2 separate regions of the Rattus norvegicus genome follow, and region 2 is linked to region 1. A link is a contact called in public Hi-C data. All regions are on one chromosome and are shown on one strand. Each heading gives the region's core, a stretch centred on a gene start, on an enhancer-like site or on the middle of the called end of the contact. The rest is flanking DNA. Distances are from core to core; before and after follow the strand shown. Region 1 holds the start of Gtf2b (general transcription factor IIB). Region 2 holds the start of Pkn2 (protein kinase N2).

Region 1 (4,547 bases), core at 24-2,523:
CATTTGATGGCCATTAACAAATAAAATGCTTACTGAGTTTTCGTCTCAGTGGAAGATGCCCACCTTGTGGTTATTTTGATTCAGATTTTGTCCACTGGGTTTATTTACAAGAGTGTATCGTTATTACCTTAAGGAAAGAGGGTGGGACCTGAGACAGGGTCTCACTCTGCAGGTCAGGCTGGCTTGGGATTCCAGACTGCCCACCTCTGCAACCTAAGTGCTAGAATTACAGGGGTGAACCACAAGACCTGCCTTATTATTTCCAGGTTGGTACGAGTTTAGCTGATTAATGCATCTGGGCCCTAGGACAGTCGTTAGCTGTTTTATCAGTTTTTCTATACTCAGCTTTCAGTCAAATGTCCAATGATGATTGGGGAAAGACAAAAACCTGGGTCATAGCAGGGCCAGACTCTCTGTCTGCCTCACAATATATATGGCTATCACTGGGCTCTCTTGGATCTCTTGCAATTCTAGAAGGGTTTGTGAGGCAGACACCCTCTATTCCCTACACTATTGAGGTAAAGGACATGTAGGAACTTTGAATCATGTTGGTCTATGACAGAGCTTGAATTGATAACCTGTTCCTCAAGACAACAGCTAATTTCTCTTTTTATTACAAATTCCTTAGGGCAAATGAGAGATTCAATCAGACAGGGAAAACTGACTGAAAAATAAAAAAGTGGTTTGGTGTGAGGGCTTTGTCCCTTTCAACCAACCTGGTTTCCTTGTGTGTTGTTTGTTTAAAGGTGTTTGTTTGAAACGTGGTCTGACTCCAGATCCTCCTCCGACCTTCTTACTGCAGGAATACAACAGGAGATCTGAGGCAACTCCCATTTTAATCTGGTCTGTTTGAGAGCTAGCTCTGGTGCAGCTCATCCTGAGACTCTTCTTGCTTTGGCTTTTTGTTTGACTTGTTTGAACTTTCTCTCCTCCCACCACTCCCCCACCCTACCTCCGGCTGTTATGGAGCTCCTAGTGTAGACCGGGCTTCCCCTAAACTCACAGAGATCCTCCAGCCTCTGCCTCCCGAGATTAATGATGCGTGCTATCACGCCAGGCTTTGAAATTTTGCCTATTAATAAGCAGCCGAGAGCCACGCAGCAAAGAAAACCAGGAAGTACACAGCCCGCGTCGTCATGCACCCAACACTTTTTGGCCTTCCTCCCGACCCGTAGCTGCGCGGAGTGCGCGCGAGTGACTCGCACATAAAATCCCGGCTCGGGGCGTCTAAGAGCCAGTGCTGCTTCCTGCTTTGGACGGAGCTGTTGGCGGAGCCTTGAAGATGGCGTCGACCAGCCGGTGAGTGCAACGGCCTCCGAGCGAGTGGAGATGGGGATCGCGGGGCCGAGGCTCCTCCAGAAGGCCGCCACGGGCGTCCCTTGTCCGCCTGAGTCATCGCCCCCCGGGCTTGTCCCTGCGGATCGGCACGGCCCCGACCTCCGTCTCGGTCGGACCCTCCAACCGTCTTTGTGTCATGTTAATGTTTTCTGTGTATTTCCTCCCTTATGGCCCATCCGGTCTGAGGGTCCGAAACCGCCTTTCCAAAAGCTGGGGAAGCGACGTTCCAGGACCCTGTCGATCTGACAGCCACAAAGTTGAGAAACGTCAACATTGGTTGTCTGGTGGAAAGGGTCGCCAGCTCAGTGGCTCCCCCGAGAAGTGGAAATGAAAGCACATACGGAGACTTGATTCATTCTCCTAAAAGATCCCACCCCCGTCCCCACCCCGAAAAGTATCATTGCATACTCCGAAGGAGATGCTGTCTGCAGAAAATTAATTACATATGCTGGAAGTCATTTTAAATGTATTTTTAAAACGCAGTGCACTTAATATCTACAGGAAATGCGTGTTGTGTCCTCAGAGACGGCCTTTAATCTTGTGACCTGCAAAATGCTTTGCAGACCCTAATTATATATCTCTTGTAACCACTATGAGGTACATATTAGTATATTGGCATATGTGTAAACTGAGTCATGCTAGCATGTTGACCTTTCCAGTGCCTAGTATACCTATTTGTGATTATCATTCCACTGGTCTCCAGTTAACACAGAATGTACAGAAAGTATCAAATTAAGTTCTTCACTACTGGCACTTTTTTTCTGAAGTGGTTACTCTGTGTGGAGTTGCTAAACGTCACCACAGGAAGCCATTATTCACCAAAACCTCGGCCCATTCTGGGAACCTCCAAGTCTGCGGTTTATTATAAAAAGTGGGAGGTGGGCATAGGAAGCCGCTTCAACTTCATGTGTGGAAGCCATGGACACTCTTGTTTACTGATTATGGTTTAATTAGATTAATTATGATTTAATCATTCCATCTGGGTGTGGTTTTATCAGGTAAGGCTTCCTTGTAGGGACATGGGAACCTTCAGCTTCCCCAAATACTGTTGAAATTTCCCATGGCTGACGTGGAATCTGAGTGTGTTCCTATGTAGGCATTGCTTGTCTTTCCGTATGGAAAAGGAACTCCTATATTCTTGAAACACAAGTGGTAGTGTTTGAATAGTATACATTGTAAAATCACTGGTTACAATTTTTAAACTTTTCTTCCCTTAAAAATTTCCTTGAAATTTATTTTTTTCTGGACAGCCAGTTTTTGTTTTTGAGTTACTGGTCTAGAATCTTCCTGTCCACCTTGAAAGCTAGGGGATTGCAGATATGCCTGGACCTCATCCAGCTTTTCAATCTGTCATTATTGTTCCTATCATGTTTTTCCACCAGTGTGAGTAGAGAGAAGTCACTGGTAGATTTTTGCCTGAGAGTTTGTCCTTGAGGGTGGTATGTCGTTGGCACTGGCTGGTGTTCATTTTCCAGGAGGACATGTCCCGAGGGACGCCTACTACTTATTCTGACTTCAGTAACTTTGACCACCATCTCTAAAATGAAAATAGTGCCTGTCTTTCAGGATGTGTAGATTGAGCTTCAAAATGTATTTGGGGCTGGGGAGGGGCTCCATGGTTAAGAACAGTGGCTGCTTTTCCAGAGGACTTGGGTTTAATTTCCAGCACCCACATAGCAAGCTCATGAACTCTAACTCCAATTCCAGGGTATCTCTTCTCCTGTCTCTGTAGGCACCAAGTCATATTCATGCTTCACAGACAAACATGCAGACAAAAAGCCATACTAAAATAATGTTCAAGGCAGTATCATTTAAACACACTGCAGAGTTCTTGATGTTTCCCTCTCTTAAATGCTAGGGATTGAAACCAGGACTTGTATATACTAGGCGAGCATTCTCCCACTAAGCTACATCCCCAGCCTCTTTGCCTACTTTGGTTTTTGAGACTGTAGAGTAAGCTGCCCTGCAACTCTTATGTACAGTTAGTTATCGGTGAGCGCCATTCCCAGTCCTTGACCTGCTATTTACTTATCTACTTATCTATTTACCTTTTGAGGCAGCCTCACTCTAGTCTATGTATAGTATAATATATAGTATTTTATATATATATATATATATGTATATATATTATATAGTATTAGGGTGGCCTCGAGTTGATAGAATACCTTAGTTCTGTTCCATCAGAGCTGGCTGGATAGCCTTGTTGGTAGTGCCAGACTATGTTAATCCTTACCATACTGTTAGGTTAACTTCCTGCTTTGTTTATTGCTCTTATTCTGCTAACATTTCCCTTATTTTAGCAGCTTTTTGATTTTTATGTATACTTTCCATAATTTACTTTTTCTCTAACAAATTTACAGAACAACTGCAAGTATAAAGCAGTGTCTGCCCTCTCCCATTTTCCCAATTAGAAAACTCCAGGATATGTTTTAATTAAGCAAATAAGTCTGGTGGTTTACATGTGAATTCTTTTAAAAATCAGCTTCCCATATGACTTGGTTGTTGGTAGTTAGGGAGCTGGAGAGATAGATACCTGTGGGGAAGGGCACTTGTTGCTTTTGCAGAAGACCTGCACACACACAGTAACTGTAATTCCAGGGCATCCCTGGGAACTAACCATTAAGACAGTACAGCACACACATGCAGGGAAAACACACATAAAACAAAAAAATCCTTAAGAATAAGTGAATAAAAAACAATGTAGTTGCTAAAACATTCTGAATCATACTAGCTAGCCGGATAAAATTGATCGAAAACCACGGAAGCATAGTTAACTATAAGAACAATTAATTTTGTGTTTTAGGTGTGTGCTTTCAATGACTGTAATATATAACCATTTACTGTATCGTGACAAGTGACTTTTAAAAGAGATCTCGCCGTTTTGAAAAATAAGTTTTTGCTATGCATCTTTGTTACTTTTAAAAGTTTGTTTTCTCAAATCATTTAAGGTTAACCAACTTCCTCAAACTTTTATTGTTTGAGATAAAATAAGAAAGTGATAATGTGAGCTGGGCCTTGTGGCACATCCCTGAGATTTCACCACTTCAGGAAGCTGAGGCAAGAGGATCACTCCTAGTGACACCAGCCTGGGCTGTATAGTGAGTTTGAAGCCAACAGGACTATAGACCAATAGTCGCCTAAGACAAAAATGAAAAGAAAAATGTTACTGTTACTAATATCATAAACTTTAAGTAAATACGATGGCTTTG
Region 2 (4,669 bases), core at 952-3,451, 130 kb after region 1:
AAATATTAGTAAACATAATAAACTTTAGATGCAAGAATTTTTATTAGAGCTGAGTAAATAAACTAAGAAAAATGTCCTCCATATATGACAATGTAAAAGTTGTTGAAGTACCAGATAATAAGAACTATTTTTTAGAGGAAGCTATACTTTATTATAAAAAGTAACTCCATTGGGTGTTCCTTTGTTTCCACTTTTTAACTTGTCATATTTAAAGGGTTTTTTTTCCTTCTTTAACTTGCTTGTTACTGCTGAAATTGACCTTACTAACAAAAAGTTCCTAAATATAACTTAATAATAAAAAATGCTTTCGGTTACAATGCCAAAATAAGTGCATTTATGCCAACCCCCCGAAAATACAAGGATGCCATATACTTTATAATTCAACACCACAGATAAGACAAATGCTGCCATTTTAAAGGCATTTTCTTCTATAAATATGCTTTTCATATTTCAAAAGAAGGCAATATATGCTTTTTCCAAAATATTTAAGACCAAAAGTACATGCTTACTTTTAGAAGCATGTAAATTCCTAAAAGGATCTATTCAGTTAGCAAATCTGTGTTGTGAAGAGTTGCTTACTAAAAGCTAATTGTAGTTAAAAGGTTATATAGTGACATTTTCGAATGACAGGAAATTGAACTTTACATTTCCGAAGGATTCCACAAGTGCAGCAGTGTATTTGTGTGCCCTGTACAAGTCTCTAATTTTGATTAAGATATAGCAAATATCACAGCAATGTGTTTAAACTGATATCTGATTGTCCGAATATACCAGACTTATAATGGAATCTAGAAAGAAAGGCATTTCAAAAAGAAATTTACACATTGAAGCAATTATTAACTTTGTCATCATAAAAACAAAAATCAACTGAGTAGCCAAAATATGAATACATTAAAACAAAACAAACCCAGTTTAGAGACAAAATTCTAATCCAGATGTAAACAATCCCTTGAATACTCCACAGTAATGAAAACTAAACAACATGGTAAACTTAAGTCTTCGACTCCATAGAGATCTCAAAAGAAAAATCGTGCTTACTTCATCAAATATTTTGTTGTAGATAGGAAAAGAATAATGTTGCTTTGACACGGAATACACTAATTCAGAGATCTATTTTGTTATCTTCTGCGGACATGTGCTGCCTAACGTTTTCACTTAATGAACTGTTCTCTGGTTTGTAAACAACTTCTGTAGCTCTCTCTCACTCTCTTGTGTCCAAATCAGAGAGAAAATGAAAGTCTTGGGGTGGGGGAGGCATCAATATCTGAACTTCCGGATGTGAGCAGGGGGAGTCATCGGAGAGACCACCTATCTATCTTTCATGGAGTTAAAAAGGAAAAGTTGAGAGAAAGCCGCGGCCCGCAGATCACGCTACAGGCTCTCCGTCACCTGAAGGGGGCTGGCAGCGCAAGGCCATCACTTGGGAGCAAGTCCTCCGGGGCTGAAGTTCTGGGGGGCGCTCTTTGTGCTGTCGGAGGGGAAGGGGAGGGAACCGCCCACAGCCTGGGAGTCATTCAAAGGAGTTCGGGAGCGGGGTTGGGGGGAGGGCGGGGCGGTGACACCGGGAGGGGACCCGAGCGAGCGCACGGACCCGCCCGCGGAGACGGTGTCCCTCCGCCCGGTGGCCTCCGAGAGCGCGCGGGAGACTGGGTCCCGGGGAGGAGAAGCGGCTCCGGCCTGACAACCCGCGAGTTTCCACACCTAGCGGGCCAGGGGCGCGCCGCACAGCGTCCCAGACCCCGCGGCCGCCTTCCCCCGTGTTCCCAGGGCGGCGCTCCCGCAGGGCCGCGGCCCTTACCTGCAGCTCCGTGAGGAGGATCTCCCCCCGGTCGGGGTTGGACGCCATGGCGCTCCGCTCGGGACTCCGCACCTGAAAGCGGCCAGCGGCGCGGCCGAGGGAGAAGGCGGGACGGGAGCCGGGCGGGGGGGTGAGGACCGGAGAGAAAGCAGCAACTAGGGAGTCATGGAGGCGCGGCCCGGCTGCAGGCGCGGCTCAGGCGGCCCGGCTCATGGAGAGCGGCGGGGAGCGAGGGCCCTCGGCGCGGCTCCCCTCGCCGCCCGCCGCCGCCCGCCGGACTCTGTTCCCTCAGCCGCTCCCTCAGGGCGACGCCGGGAGCCGCCTCAGAGCTCTCGGTGCGGGGCGCAGCGGCCGCGGCGGCAGCTCCTCCTGTCGCACCATTTGGCTGTCACCGTGTCGCAAAAGCAGCCTCACTTGGCGGCTGCCGGCGCACGTGACGGCCGCGGCCACCGCCCCCGGCTGGGCGGGCTCTGGGAAGATGGTGTTGGCGGGGACCCCGAGGCCAGGCGCGCGGGGCGGGGCGGGCTCTGGGTGGGCCGGGGTGACACTGAGGCGAAAGGCCCGGGCTCGCGTCGCCGGGAGGCGGGAAGGGCGAGCAGGCCACACCCACCTCCGGCTGCGCTTAACGGCTCCGCGCGAACGCTAAGTCTGGCCTCCGGCCGCAGGTTGGGGCTACTTTCGGCCCGCCCTTCTGGGGAGCCTCGTCCCGAAGCTCGCCCACCCCGTGCTGCCCCTTCCTCCCTCCCTAACCTGCCCAAGCGTGTCAACCTCTTGCCTTAGGCTCGCGCGACGTCGCCACCAGTAAGGTGCACTGTGAGCCAAACCGGCACGGAAGAGGCACTTTGGAGAAGTGGGAGTGGTCAGAGCTCCAACAACTTTTCAGGGCAATCCCCACTGGCTGCCTTTTCCTCGAGCGCTACCCTGAGCGGTGGTTGGAGCTGGAAAACTACTGAGCTCAAAGTTGAACTGGCTCATTTGTTGATTTTTTTTTTTTAATCTAAGTTTAACGGAAAGAGATGGGGCAGAATCAACTTCGGGAAGGAACCGAGGCCGACCTGACTGGGGGAGGTATAAATGAGAACTAATTACTTAGTAGCATAGTCTACTTAGTAGCATCCCATAACTAGCTACTTAGTAGCATAGTCTACTTAGTAGCATAGTGTAACTCGTAGTTGTAACTCCATGGGGCTTCTACAAGTAACACTATCACAAGTATCAACAGAGACCCCAAGCTGTGGCTTTTGTCTAATCAGTGAGTGGATTCTCTGTGTTGGCTTCACTTGGGATTCTGACGATTAAATGCAGCTAGCTGGTTAAAAGCAATTTGGAGAAAGTGGTGGTAGCCATTTAGTGAGTATGAGGAATTAAAGGCAGGCTCCAGGCGGGGAGGTTCAGGTCTGAGAAGAACTTTACTTTTCCTGTGTTATTGATGCAGGCTCCTACAGATTGTCTCCCAGAGTCTCACTGAACTCAGAAAACATTGAAAATCTAGAGTTCTTTAACACCGATTCACAATATATTGACAAAATTTTCCAGTGTGTACTTTGTGTACTTCGAAAGTTCTGTTTAATGAATTGCCTGGACTGAAAACAGTAAAAGCAACAGGTAGCTTAATCAGGTTACACAATCAACTTTAAAATGGGTTTATGGCTGGCTGCACACTGTTACTTCACCAAATCTTGTCTTAGGAATACTGTTTCATTCTACATACTGATTATAACTTAAGTGAAATATGTATAAACACGGATCCAGTTTCATCGTACTGCAGGATTTAAAATACTTTGCTAGAGCTGGAATTGGCTGGTTATTAACTGTTGCTTCAAGAATGGTAGATCGAGGGGCTGGGGATTTAGCTCAGTGGTAGAGCGCTTACCTAGGAAGCACAAGGCCCTGGGTTCGGTCCCCAGCTCCGAAAAAAAGAACCAAAAAAAAAAAAAAAAAAAAAAAAAAAAAAAGAATGGTAGATCGATAAACCTGAGACACACTACTTTGTCTTCATACTTTCTGTAGTGTGTAGAGTAACGTTTGTAACTCTTGCAAATAACGTGAAGGCTTATTAATCAAAGAAGCAACAAGGAACTAACAACATTTGGAAAAGCCAGGATATATAATTACCTTCCCCAGTAACTAATAGTCAGAGAGAGTTAGACCCTGGAGTTATAAGGAGGATTAAGAAAGAGACTATAACAAGTGAGTAGGGAGTCCTTTTGAGGAAGCAGTGTTGTGTCCAAAACACTATGTTGCAATTTTAAATAGTAGTTACAAAGATGTAGGAGTTAATGCTAGTATTTTTTTATTGTAAAGTATACATAGCAAAACTTACCATTTAAAGTGTTCAATTTAGGGTCACTAGATTCCTACTGGTATATATATTTCACCTTTCTCCGGGAAAAAAATGAGAAACTCCATATATACATAACAAGTGTTTAACTATTAAGAATTATTTGTGCAATACCAAGTGTGATAGTACACTCTTTTAATCCCAGCAATTGGGAGGCAGAAGCTGGCAGAAGTCTGTGAGCTTGTGGCCAGCCTGGTCTACATAATGTATTCCAAACCAGCAAGGGCTACATAAATGTTAGACACATAGAAACATAGACATTGAGATTTCTTTAGAAAAACAAATTTAGAGCTAAAGAGAAAATGTTCACATTTCAGCAGCATGGAATTTTAACCCTAAGGAGACAAACATGTAGCCTAGCTCTTACAGTAAGTACTAAATAATAAACCCCAGTTTAACTAATTGGAAAAAAATAGTATTATTAAATGACACAGGTAAAGAACAAAGTCTTAGAATTGGAATTTCATTTGCCACCTGGGTTGGTTTTAATCTGCTCTGTGCTTTAAAATAGAATCCTCATAAACTGAATT

The links. A called contact is a pair of places that touch in the nucleus more often than the background predicts.
Region 2: a Hi-C map of liver shows a contact between it and region 1, with 3 times the contacts expected there. The contact joins the promoter of Pkn2 here to the promoter of Gtf2b in region 1. A contact is called at or near these places in 2 of 12 Hi-C or Micro-C datasets (frontal cortex and liver) and 1 of 1 datasets of contacts at active chromatin or transcription factors (oligodendrocytes).

What each region holds. Positions count from the first base shown.
Region 1 is chr2:234,426,461-234,431,007 of GRCr8, forward strand. It overlaps Gtf2b (general transcription factor IIB), which reads left to right and starts at 1,274. Exons shown (of 7, transcript NM_031041.2): 1 at 1,274-1,299. The coding sequence starts at 1,283. LOC108350125 (a long non-coding RNA gene) reads right to left here and starts at 1,143. Exons shown (of 5, transcript XR_010064474.1): 1 at 1,004-1,143; 2 at 717-796.
Region 2 is chr2:234,557,168-234,561,836 of GRCr8, forward strand. Pkn2 (protein kinase N2) reads right to left here and starts at 2,202. Exons shown (of 22, transcript NM_001105755.2): 1 at 1,799-2,202. The coding sequence starts at 1,846.